2 separate regions of the Xenopus tropicalis genome follow, and region 2 is linked to region 1. A link is a contact called in public Hi-C data. All regions are on one chromosome and are shown on one strand. The core of a region is the stretch at or near the end of the contact, and the rest is flanking DNA. Distances in the headings are between cores, read along the strand shown.

Region 1 (6,997 bases), core at 2,027-4,526:
AGTGCTGGGGTCCTGGCACTCAGCCTAGTGTGTGATTGTTGTATGATAATTGGATTGTAAACTACACTGGGGTGGTGGCTGGTGTGAATGATGCACAAACTATATAAAATGCTGTTGAATATGTTAGAGATATAGAAATAAAGAATCAAAAAAGTTACATATGTAGTAAAGTGTAGTGAAGGGGGCGAATCTGTCCCATTTTGCTGAATAAAAAAACTTTGCAAAATTTGCAAAATGCATTGAAGTCAATGGCTTTTTTACAGTAGTGAATTTTTCCAAGCCACACAACTTTTTTTTAAACAATACATTGGAGTGTATGAGCGTTATTTTGCTCCAAAACATTACGAAAAAGGATTGTAATTGTTCATCTTGGTATTCTCTGCCATCTAGTGCAATATGCAGTTACTGCAGGTATTTGTTGAAAATGGGCAAGTATCACACATTCAATTTAGTCTTTCTTGGAGCTTTCTCACCCAGGTAGGAAGGGGATTTTATTATTTGGGGAAGCCACCAATATTAAGCTTTCTGTTATAGAACTCATATCTAAACATTTATATCGGCATTGGTTCCTTTTTGGGGAGAATAAAACATCCTGAATTTCATTATTATTTGCTTGTTCTAACCAAATGATGGCTGCACTGACAAATAGCTTATAGCTGGTCCTTTCAAGGTTTGGTAGGCACTAATGGGGCCCCATTTTCAAACCTACATTAGGAACCAGGGCCCTCTAGCTACACCACTGTCTTAAAGGAACAGTTACACCAAATGAAAGTGTATCAAAGTAATTAACATATTATGTTCTATTGCCCTGCACTGTTAAAAGTTGTGTGTTTGCTTTAGAAACCCTACCGTAGTTTATATAAGCAAAGCTCCTCTGTAGCCATGGGAGCAGCCATTCAAGCTGGAAAAGGGGGGAAAGGCACAGGTTACATAGCCCATAACAGATAAGCTGTTTAGATTCTCATTGCATTCTGGGCTTATCTGTTATCTGCTGTATAACCTGTGCCTTTTCTCATTTTTGACTGGCTGCCCCCATGGCTACTCAACAGCTTATTTATATAAACTATAGTAGTGTTTCTGAAGCAAATACACAACTTTTACCAGTGCAGGGCAACAGTACATTATAGTTTAATTACATTGAAACATTTTCATTTTTTGCTGTTAATGTTTTGTTGTTAATCCAGTATTCCACCAGCTGCTGTGAGACGCAATTGCCACCATACAGCTGAAGTCCAGTGTTGGACTGGGGTACAAGAAGCCCACCAAAGAAACTTGCATTGGTGATCCACATAAGGACACATATCCTGCCTGTTTTATACACTAGCAGTGTGCAGGAGTTCATTACAGAGGAAGCATGTCAGGCCTGTCAGGCACCCTAGGCAACCTGGCTGGCCACTTCACCCCAACCCCACTCATTGACTGTGGGGTAGGTTATGGGTGAATAAGGGGGAATAAGGACCCAGACTAGGGTTAGGCAACAGAAGATCTTTATTGTCCTAGATATTCTTGAAATTTTGCCAGTTATGGCACCAATGTTTTCCTATTCGTATGTATGAAAGATTGTATCTCAAATTCTGGCTCGAACAGAAAAGACCAACAAGAACTTTAACTTATATATGACTAAATGCAGATGAGATCAAACTCCTTGGCTTGAGTGATCTGTATTGAGTGATCTGTAAGTGAATTGACGGAGAATCCACCATAAAATTAAACAACGTGCTGCTTGGGTCTGCTAGGTCAGTTCTCAGGTCCATAGCCCATGGGGAGGTTAGTTCATATGTTTGCCACCCTGCCAGTATTTTACTGGCCTAGCTAGTAAAATACCAGCCAAGGCTGGAGTCAGTATTACAAATTACTAATATGTCCCCAATTGCATCACAGACCCACCCCTGACATCACAGACCTGCACCTTCTGAAACATGCCCCCTGCTTGGCCAGTATAAATTTAGCAAAAAGAAGGTAACCCCATTAGTTGTCCACAGTTAATCTAGGCCACCATGGGCAACTAATCTCCCCAATATGCCTTCCCACTGGCAATAAAGTAAATCAATGGTGGAAAGGCATACGCGTAACTTCATTTTCTGAAGTCGTTTTTTCTGTGACGTGTGTGCCGTTTTTTAGTCGCCTGTAGTTAATCTCAGCTACCGCGGGTGACTATTCTCCCCAAAATGCTAGGTTAGTCAGAGCAGGTGACTGTCAGCAAAAAAATTACAGTGGTGCAGTTCACTGTGCGAGGACATCCCCAGCCTGGCACAAACTGATGAGAATACCAGTGTGGGAAAGCCCTCTGAAAAGGCATGGGATTACATGGGTTGTACCTGATGTCACAGATCCCAGATAAACCATAAATAAAGATTAATTCAAAGTGCTCAAATAATTTGCAATGGACGCTTGGCAAAAAAACTTTTGTCAACACTACTTTGTCACAATCTTTCTTATAAGAAATATTGCAGTTTACTAACATGGCAATTCTGCCCCCACAACAATTAGTGGCTTTGCAAATAGTTTATAAACTGATTCCAGACTTTTGGCATGATTCCAGGCATTGTTATGATTTTATGATGTTCTGTGATGATTTGCAGTTGCTCATTTTGTTGTATGTATTTTTTTTTTTTATTATTTAGCTTTTTGTTCAGCAGCTCTTTAGTTTGTTACTTTAGCAGCTATCTGGTTGCTGGCACAATTTAACCTAGCTACCAGGCAGCGGTTTGAATGAGAGAATAGAAGATGGATAGGAGTGGGCCCAAATAGATGAATAATAAAAAGTAAAAATAAAGTTGTAGCCTTGCAGAGCAATAGTTTTTTGAGTTAGTGACCTTCATTTGAAAGCTGTAAAAGGCAGAAGAGGAAGGCAATAATTAAAAGAAAACTGTAAGAAATAAAAAAAAAATGAAGATCAACTGAAAATTTTCAAAAAACAGAATATTTTTTAACATACTAAAAGTTAACTTACTAAGTAATAAAAGGCACTAAGTTTGCCCAGTAGCTGTAACCTACAGCAACCAGTAAGATGTTTGCTTTTGAACAAGTGACTAGTAAATGCTTCCTGTTGATTGGTTGCTATAGGTTACTGTTCCTAGGCAAACTTAGTGCCTTTTATTACATAACCCTGTTAGCATGTTCTGCCTCTTTCTTTCTTTTTTATAAGAAATGAAATGTATAAAGTTTGTTGCAGTTTTAGCAACATGACCTTTTCTCCCCAGTCTCTTTCACAGCACCAAGAATTCACGCTCCTGGTGGATAGCGCTATTGGAAGTGCACAGCATGCAACCACAGTGCCACTACCTGGAAATAAGAAGGAATTACAGGCAAGTCCCAGTAAAAGCACCTTGCTTAGTGCCAGAACAGTAGAACCCAATGTTAATATGTTGTAGAGGATCTTTTACTTTTTTTGGTTTAAATGTATCATAGTCCTCAATTTGGAACTGCAGTTAGTATATGTTAGATTGCTGAATAAATCTGGATCATTCCTTTGTAGTTCTTTCTGATGAAACAAAAAAATACTTTGGAGTACAGGCAATTTATTTTAGAAATACCAGCAGAGGGCAGCATGTGACTGTTAAAACATCCAAAGTGTATATATATATATATATAAAATAGCCATATATGAAAAAATAGCCAAATATGTGGATATGATTTTGCAGGGTATTGGGATCTTATATACAGGATACCACAGACTTTTTACATGTGATCAGTAGCATTGAGACTGGGGATAAGGATTTCCTTTTTGTTACCATGGATGTACATAGCTTATACACATGCATTCCACATGATGCAGGTATACATGCCGTCAGAGATTTTCTAAGCAATAACCCTAGGTATGCTGGACCACCAGTGGAATTTATTTTGTCTCTCCTGGAGTTTATCTTGTATAACAATTACTTCAAATTTGAGGAGAGTTATTTTCTTCAACTGGCCGGGACCGCAATGGGTCCAATGTAGCGCCCACTTATGCCAACATTTTTATGTATTGGTACGAGACTCAAAACATTTATTGTCACCCGCTTTTCCGTAAATATGGTGGTTACTTTAGGCGCTACATAGACGACCTGTTTTTCCTTTGGTATGGATGAGGAGCTTTTGACATTTGTTCAAGATTTAAATACTGTACCCTCAAGTATAAGGTTTACGGTACACAGGGATAAACACAGCATAGATTTTTTGGACGTGACTGTGTATAAAGGTTTAATAAATAATCAGCTCCATACAAAGTTATTCCAGAAACCCACGGACAGGAATTCGTTATTGCATTACACCAGCAGCCATCCACGCCATCTTCTGGATTCATTGCCCAAATCGCAGATGTAGGGTAACAAGTAAGCAAGAGGAAAGGCGAAAGGCATTGGATGATATGGAAATAAGATTCCTGGAGAGGGGGTAACACTAAGTAACACTAAGACATGGGCTGCATCACTAGATCGAGAGATAACTTTGAGGCATAAACTGGATTATGATGATGGTGTACTGTAGATGATGATGTTTTGTGTTATATGACCACTTATGATGTGCACACCCCGCTGATTAAAAAATCTATATTACAGCATTGGCCTATAGTTAAGACTGATACAGAATTGACAACAATTAACCGCAAATGGATCCGGTTTGGATACAAAAGGAATACAAATACTTTTGTCCCCTGCGGATCCGGTAAGCAAGTATCTTACGCAGACTTACGTGAACAGAATGGCAGTATTTAAATGCGGTAATTGTGTTATGTGTAACACTTTAATAACGGGGGATACTTTTTATCATCCACACACTGGTAAATCATACATCATCAGACACAGGCTTACGTGTGTTTCACGCAATGTGGTGTATATTATTAAATGCCCATGTGGGCTAATATACTGCGGGAAAACCTGCAGACAGTTGAAAGAAAGGATAAATATGCACCGGGCCACTATTAGGGCTACTTTGGACCCTAAACCTGTGAAGAAGGAGGGTAAACAGGACATATCTAAACAACCAGTGGCACAGCATTGGTTACATGCTAGGCATCCAGTATCATCTTTTAAGTGTATGCCAATTGACTGTATTTCAGGCCTACAAAGAGGTGGGGACATTGATCACATTTTGCTACAAAGGGAAGCGTTTTGGAGGTATGAATTGGACTGCGTGGCCCCTAGGGGCCTGAATAGCTCTCTGTCCTTGAATTGTTTTCTGTGAATACTTCTGTGCAAATGCATTTTGTTTATTAGAATTAATTAATGCATTTCTTCATATATATATATGGTTATTAATTATGTGATTCTTCTGGTTGTTGCATCTTGTTGTAAGAGAATATAATCTGTGACTAGGTAATAGTATTTTTTAGATAGATTCTAAATATAATTGGGGGCCCCCATTTATCAGGAAAGGAATTTTTTTGGATTAGCTGGCGCAGCGTATTTATGTATATTTGATTTTATTGATATGGTGTTTTTAATTATATGGTATTGAGGACACTGTGGGATATGAAGTAGGGTGCACCAATAATGTATTATTGGGTGATCACTTTGTACGATTTTTTTATATACACACAGGTAATTCGTACACATTGTATGCAATATAAAGCAATATACCATATAAGTAGGAGATTGGCTGTTTCACTGTTTCACTTTATTGATGCCGTATGATATTTTAAACATCATGATTTGTATTTGAGCACTCATCATTCACTTTCAACATTTTTACAATTACTATTTATTGCACGGATCACTTTGCAGCATCGACTGCTCACTTTACTGCAATAGTCACTTTATGGCATGTTTGCATTGATGTCATTTCCTGTTTGTTTGGTCACTATGGGTATAAATGGGTCAAAGGGTTGGAAAGCATGGTTGCCTTGAGAAAGGTCCTGACGGGGACCGAAACGTAACGTTGGCTGTTCATGTATTTTTCAATATATAATTGATTGCTTGTAATAGATCCGGTGTTGCTGGTCTTTTTTTCCATATATATATATATATACACACACACACACATATATATAGTAAGCACAAACAAAGCAAAAGCAAAAAAATGGTGTTTAATTCAATGTTTTGGCTTAGACTAAAGCCGTCTTCAAGAAAGTTGAATTAAACACCAATTTTTGTGCAGCTTGTTTCTATAGAAAAGAAAATTAGGCAATTTAGTGGTCCAGGGTTTGTCCCACCAGCTAAACATAGAAGATCTCAGGTAAGTACATTTACAGGGAGAGCAAGAGATTAGATTTTGGATTGGGGTGTCTGTATTGCATTCAAAAGCTACAGAAATTGTGTGGAGTGTGGAGAAGAAAACTGGTCATTTTAATCCAACATAATCCAGTTAAGAGAGTATGTGGAGGGTCATGTTTAATATTAAACTGAAATAAAGAATAGATAACATTGTACACCCAGATCCAAAATCTAGTTACAATGAGACAAGTTCACCTTATGTGGTGCATGGAGCCTGTTTGTGAGCAGTCTCTGTCTAAGGGCTGCGTCACATGGGGAAATTAGTCACGCCCAAATCTCCCTTGCCGTGGGCGACTAATCTCCCCGAAATGCCATCCCGCCGGCTAGAATGTAAATCGCCGGTGGGATGGCATACGCCGTGGCGTGATTTGCTGAAGTTGCTGAAGTTTCCTCTCAAGGAAACTTTGGTGACTTCTTCAAATTGCGTCACCGCGAATGCCATCCCACCAATCCATTTTAATCATATTCCAATGTTTTAATACAATTTATTTTACTTTATTACTGTATGGATTTAATTGACTGAGAAGACTCTTTCAGCAAAATGTGTTCATGGTCTGTATTTTTAGCCCAATTCATAGTATCCACAATTAAAGGCCACGGGCCAATAGAAGCTGCCGATATCAGTCCCTTGGACCGACTCGGCAGCTTATCTGCCCGTATAGGGGCAGAAACGAGCGGGCTGGCCGACCGATATCTGGCCTGAAATTGGCCAGGTTAAAAGATTCAGTCGGATCGGGGGCCACATCAGCTCGTTGATGCGGTCCCTGAACCGACTGCCCCATTGCCAGGCCCGGATTTGTGGA
Region 2 (6,997 bases), core at 1,471-3,970, 50 kb before region 1:
CTGCCCTTCTCTTATTTAAAAGCTGTACAAATTTAGCAGGCAAACTGAAACTTATTCACAAAACAATAAGAAACTCATATACTGTAGGTTATGGCAATAAAGAATCTCCTGAATACACATGGGCAAGTTGGCCAGTGCAGAACAGTATACATGTTAAATATAGAACCAGATCTATAAGTCACAGGCTCACTGCTAGTTAGATAGCACCTTGTAATGTGACATTGACGTATTCATAGTACTGTACACATGTGAGTATATACTTTCCACTGAAATATGAAATATGAAAGGCCTTACAGAGCTATATGCAAAATGTGGGATGAACAGGTCGTCAGAAGGGTGCAGTCAGGCAGAAAAAAAGAATTGAATCACTGGCAGCTGCTTTGAAAAGGGGTTATATATATCTGCTATTTGTTCTGTTACAATAGTTCCTGTACTTATTGCAGCCTTCTCCTAGTAACAGCAAAAGAAAACATATGCTATTAACCATTTAAGTCCAGAAGGTCAAGAAATGTTTTGAAGTATGATCAAACCCAAAAATGTACATTGCAGGCTACAGCACAAGGGAACATTTACATTATAAATTAACAAGATAAAGGCATCTCCACTTTACAGCAGTAAAAGGGTCCAGATGGCAGCAAGAAAATCTAGTTCTGTCCCCTGTACCTTGGTATCCTTATATAAGAGATGCACAACTCCAGCATGTTAATACCATAAGATCTTTTAACTCTGGCAAACATTCCATGTTAGTAGCCAATACCACAGCACGTATCATTCCATATTCCAATGCCATCTCTTACTAAGCCTAACCTAAGGGTTTAAAAATGCTTTAAGGGATACTACACCGCTCTTTTTCACTGGACTTAACCTTGTGACTCAACAGCTTTACAATTATAGGTGTGCCTTGTGTTCCAGTCCTCTATGTTTCCTAGAAATAGTTTATGAACTTGTTAATGTAAAGGCAGTTTATTTGATTAAATAAGACTATGCTTTTAATTTTTAGGACAAGCATTTGATAATACATGTGGGGGATGTCTATGTGTTAGGCATTCCTTAATGTATTTAAACACTAACTTTTTTCCCCAGGTGGGGGTTACTATGCAGAGAAAATTTCACCACCACACTGGTACAACACTATCTTACCTTCATTCCCTTTCACTTACGCTTTACTTAGGTTCATAGCATGTTTTCTGATTTTACAAATTGTGCAGGCAAGTCTAACTTACAATCAAGGGATCCCTGGGAAATAAGGGTAAGCTGGTAACTAGGCTTGATTCTGTTTTTTTCTTTTATCTTAGTAGTAATGCACTGAATTCTGGATTTGGTTTGTGGTTTGTCCAGATCTGTTTAGCCAGTGTTGGACTGGGGCGGCAGGGCCCACCAGAAAACCTTAGATTGTGGGCCCACTCTTCAAACAATTTTTCCTTCACTCTTAACTCACCTTCTTTTTTTCTTAATAACTTCTTTGTACATGTTATTACCTATCCATCCTTTCATTTCTTTTCTTTGTTCCCATATATAAATGAGAAATTACCATGGTATAGGCATACAAAGCAAATGGTTGGGTGAGCATGAGGGCCCACTGACACCTGGGCCCACTGGGAGTTTTCCTGGGATCCTGGTGGGCCAGTCCAACACTGTGTTTAGCCAAAGCAAGACAATCCTTTTTTTACAGGTGACACAATATTTATATATTTTTTTAAAGTTTTCATATGCAAATTAGAGTTCAGTATTTTGACAAATCTTTTGTGAAGGATTTCGTGTTTGGCCAAATCCTAAATTTTGGATTAGGTGCCTCCCTAGACCTAAGCCACAAAGATCTACAGCCATACTGTCAGTCACTGACCATTTTCTCCTGCACTTGATCTTAAAAGGAGAACTAAAGCCTAACTAAAGAAGTAGGGCAGAAATGTTGTACATTATGCTTTGGGCTTCTGTACCAGCCCAAGGCAACCACAGCCCTTTAGAAGGGAATATATGTGCCCACAAAGATGCCCCCAGTAGCCTCTGTGCTACTGTCAGATACTGAGCTTAGGAACTAAATCAACATCAGCCTGACTTCAGCCTGCCTACTCCAAGTCCCTCAATTCCCTGCACACTTTGTCAATAAGGAAAGGAACATCACAGTACAATGCATTGTGGGTTATTTAGTTTCTGCATGCTGTCTGTATGCTGTAGAAAAGTTGTTACAAATTGTAGCATCAATGTTTTAGTCCCTCCATCCTTCCCAGGATTTTAAATGATGCAGAAAGAGAACTGTTATGCAGCTGTATTTAGCATATACAAATTGTATTTATTTATACTTTTTGAAGGAACAGATAGGTATAGGCAGGGGCGGGCCAAGCTGACCGGGCGCCCTAGGCAACCCGGTCAGCCACCTTGCCCCTGCACCCTCCTCATTCGCCCTCCTTTGGCGCGCATGTGCAGTTGAATGCGGGGGGGCGGGGTTCGAGTTGCGATTCAATGGATCATTGCCCCCACCACGTAAGGACAAGCGGCGGGGGCAATGACTAAAGAGAGCGGGCTAGGGGTAGGCAGGAGAGGCTGCCTGGCACCCCCCAATCGTTGCACCCTAGGCAGATGCCTCTTCTGCCTACCCCTAGTTCTGGCCCTGGGTATAGGTATTTTAGAGGATTCTGTGTTGGGTGGGGCTCTTTAACAAATTTTGGTTTGGAAGCCGGAGCTCCTCTTTAACTGCTCATTTTGTGACCCAACCTAGTGGGTAAAAATTACTAGAAAATACCACAGAGGAGTTCTCCTGGGTATGTACACTCACTGATTTAAAACAGAAAGTCAAAGAGGAAGAAGGAGGAAAACTTTTCTAAGATTCATAGAAACGAGATTTCTCTAAATGCACCCAGAGGCAGCCCCAATCTCCCTGCAAGTATATATTTTTTATGAAAAAAAATAACACTTCTTACATTCACTGAAAAGCTAAACCATTTATTAGTTTTTTGTACCCCGCTCAAAATAAATATATACTAAAATGAGGGCAGCTTGATCCAAGCCTGGTTTGTATTTTTCCCTGCTCCAAAACAAACCCTCGGCAAGAAAGGAAAGAGAGGGCAGCCGTGCAGCCAGCATTTGTGTAAAGTAAATCGCTTCCAGAACTTGGCCACAGTTCTAGGAATGAGGCGGTTTGTGTAAAGAGACGACAGTGAGGGAGCTGCAGGAAGATCTAATGAAAGAAAAATGCATCAGGAGGAGCGGGAACTGAGGGTGTGTGACTCGGAGGAATAAGTGAGTGGGGAGGCACGCAGGGCCGGGCTCTCTCGGTTGTGCTCAGCTGGGCCCTGCCGTACTATGTCTCAAAGTCCTGACTTTCCCACGAATAAGGAGCCAGGCTCGCTGCAAAGAGACAGCACTTCCCTCTCTGCTTCTCTGAGGGAGCTCATAAATAACCCTTTATTCAGGTTAGTGATATGGGTTTCTTTGTGATTTGACCGCTGCAGAAACACTGGATTTATAGTTGTGAACTTCATGCTTCACATAGTTTTTACAGAACTTTTCCTTCCTCTCTTTGATAAATATTTACACTCCCTTATCTCGCTGTGTTTTCACAAGTCATGGGAAACTAGAGTGCCCCTCCTCCTCATACATTCTAAAGTGAAACGCAAGGGCAGGGCCCTACACAGTACCCCAATAGAGCCGTTGGCTGGCATATTGATTTCCATGCCCATTGTTTTTAATAGTATCACAGTAACAGTATAAAATCAGAGGGCGTAGACCATGTGATCAAACTCCCTTAGGGCAGTGGCACACAGGGAGATTAGTTGCCCTGCGACAAGTTTTCGTCTTCGGGCGACTAATCTCCCCGCAATGCTGTCACACCGGCAAGAATGTAAATCGCCAGTGGGTTGGCATATGCGTCGCCACAATTTCCCGAAGTCGCCTCTCCCCAGGTGCCACTGCCCTTATGCTGATGGCCCACAAAGCGAGTTAGTTGCCCGCTATAGATCTCTGCTACTGTAGGTGACTAACCGATCTGAAATGCCTTTCCACCAGCAACAATAGGGGTCGCAGTGAAAAGACCTATAAAAGGTCTGCTGATATTCTCTGCTGGAGGGCAGCAGCAGAAAAAATGTCCCATGTGCTATTATTCTAAAGGGGATGTACTGTAAACACATTTTTGTTTTGAGTATAATTTAGACCACTATATGGAAGTTAGTCCTTAAAGGGATACTGTCATCATTTTTATGGTAAACTTTTTATTTTTGAATTACACTGTTTACATAGCAAATAATTCACTCAACCATTTAAAATGTTATTCTTTAACCAACAATGTATTTTTTTAGTTGTAATATTGGTGTGTAGGCAGCCATCTCAGTGCCTTGTGCCTGAGTCTGAGCTTTCAGAAAGAGCCAGCGCTACACATTAGAACTGCTTTCTGATAACCTATTGTTTCTCCTACTCCCATGTAATTATTGAGTGCTATTCTGATATCTACTGGGAGCTGCTATCTTGCTACCTTCCTATTGCTCTGCTGATTGGCTGCTGGAAGAGGGGTGGAAGAGAGCAGAGGTAACATGGTTGTGGAAATTTTAAAATTAAATATAAAAAAAACTGTGTTTTTGAAAAATGCATTTCAGTAAAGGATTCTTTTGAAAAAAACATGTTTTCCCGTGACAGCATTTCTTTAGGTACCCTACAAACCAGGCATAAGCCTGGAAATCAACATGGAATAGGGCAGAGACTGAATAGAAAGATAAATAATGTAAAATAAGGATACCAATAACACTGAAGCCTCAGAATGACAGTGTTGTTAGTTGCTGGGGACAGTGACCTTAACAACCACAGATTATCTTCCTTAAATGTAATTACTGAAAATAAGGGAGACATAAATTAAACTAGAACATTAGTTTTAACACAGTGCTGGAGACACTGTGGTGTCGCCCAAGAGTTAGCATAGTGTAGAATGGGTTAATAATCAAGTTTCACTTGTCACTATTCATCTTTTACTCCTCCTTTCTTTTCACTCGCCCTCACAACAACCAACACTGTGGCTTTATTTCTCCGAATTGTCTAAGGAAACCTGCAAATATCAGCATGACTTGCTGTGCAGGTGGAAAAATAAGTCTGACATAGTTTCATGTTTGTGCCTTGATTTACCTGAGAAAATAATATTGCATCAGCATTTCTCCCCTGCCTAGCTCTGCTGTGTATATACCTTTATCTCTGAAGGGTTAAAACCATGTCCACTAGGTTCTGAACACTAATGCAATTTGAAATTATGATTGGAATAATATTAACCACAAGCCCTTCATTTTTGAAGACACTGAAATGAATTATTAATTATACAGGCATTTTAAAAGTATTCTTTTTTGTCATTTAAGTGGTAATCTGCTGATCTCACAATGACAAGGCTTTGAGTTGTCTGATGGCTGATGCCCAATATTGATACTTCCATCAACAAAAGATGCTTATCCTTGAGAATGTAGATTCTTTACACTCATCAATAAGTAGGCACCACAAATTTTGCAGCTAGAGGGTTTTTTAATACTGTTGGGTAGTATTCTAGTAATCACCACCATTTTGTGGCACACGTCTCAGGGTTTTTAAAGTTATTCCTATAATTTAAGCGGTAATCTGCTAATCTCATGATTACAAGTCTTTGAATTGCCTGATGTTTGATGCCCACTTATGATACTTCTAAAAACAAAAGATGCTTATTCTTGAGAATGTAGGGCCTTCAGGTTCACAAAGAGTAGGCATCATAAAGATTTCAACTCAAGGTTTTTTTAATACTGTCCCCACACATAAAGTATATTGTTATTGCCTGTATTTTATTTTGTGTTATTATAAGTCCCTATAAGTAATAAAAAACAACAAACAATAAGTTATTTGCTTTTAAAGTAAAAGGAAAGGGTCAAAAACCCTGTACTGGCACTTCATTTTGCTGTAAAACATGCTACGACCTAGGTAGTATTCTAGTAAGCACCACCATTTTGTGCCATCTGTTCCATGTGGAGTAGAATAAAATACAAATGTAGACATTAAAAGCAACCTTTGCTCATATTGAGCATGTGCTCATCCCAGGGCAAGAATCCCGGGGATAGGAAACAAGATGGTGACATGCTGCCCACAAGGGCTGGGGGTGTTTTTCTGCTTAGAGGTGTTCAGTGATTAAAATCACTGGAGAGTGACTAACAAATTGCCCCCCCCCCCACCAGTGATGAAACCTTTACTCGTTCTTTAGGGAAATGACAAGTGACATGAAATGACATTGCCCTTAAATAGGTAACCAATAAATGCTACTTGTTAGTTGGTTGCTAAAGCTGGTTAATCTACATTACACTTTTCATACTCATAGTGCCCATGTCCTGAGGTAACATAGTCCTGATACTACAGAGTTGAGATGAAGCTATTATTAGGCAGCAAAGACACATGCACTGGAAGCCACCTTTTTTTTTTTTGGAAAGTTAAGTTAAGTAATTATTGTTCAGACGTTTTAACAAGTTAGCTCCACAATGTCACATGCCATCAATTGAATATCACAAGAATGATATTGAATGAATGAATCATTAAACTGCCCACCACCAAGCACACACATAAGGGTTAGTGGGTTCTGTCACTCATGTTGGGCTTTAAGCAATGCAAACTTATTGTACAGCGCTGCGGAATATGTTGGTGCTTTATAAATAAATGTTAATGTAATGTAATGTAATCCCTCTTTTTACTTTTTGTTCTCCACCCTATAAAAGGACTGATCCATCCCCAGCAAGGCTAGTCTAAGATTTAAAATAGGCCCTTGCATTTGCCAGATTCTACAGATTACTTGTCCAGACTTGACCTGCAGTCCACCCAGAACGACTAAATGCGGCACTGAATTGAGGGGTGGCTAAACTAAAGCGTTACTAAAAAAGTAGGCTAGAAATGTTGTACATTATGTTTTGGGCTTCTGTACCAGCTCAAGTCCCCCACAGCCATTTGGTGGGGAAGATCTGTGTCTCCAAAGATGCCACAGTAGCTCCCCATCTTTTTTTAGTTACTGAGCTAAGGG

Evidence for each region. A called contact is a pair of places that touch in the nucleus more often than the background predicts.
Region 2: a Hi-C map of liver shows a contact between it and region 1, with 2.2 times the contacts expected there. The contact joins the promoter of btbd19 here to the enhancer-like site in region 1. A contact is called at or near these places in 2 of 5 Hi-C or Micro-C datasets (gastrula embryo and liver).

What each region holds. Positions count from the first base shown.
Region 1 is chr4:90,804,765-90,811,761 of UCB_Xtro_10.0, reverse strand. No RefSeq gene overlaps it. Among named protein-coding and RNA genes, the nearest start is that of btbd19, 50 kb to the left of the region's middle. Within about 2 kb of position 3,276, at least 4 of the 11 cell types and tissues checked have an H3K27ac peak or open chromatin away from gene starts, as enhancers often do. A contact at or near this core is called in liver, where this site is marked.
Region 2 is chr4:90,854,009-90,861,005 of UCB_Xtro_10.0, reverse strand. It overlaps btbd19 (BTB/POZ domain-containing protein 19), which reads left to right and starts at 2,720. Exons shown (of 8, transcript XM_002937084.5): 1 at 2,720-3,410. The coding sequence starts at 3,301.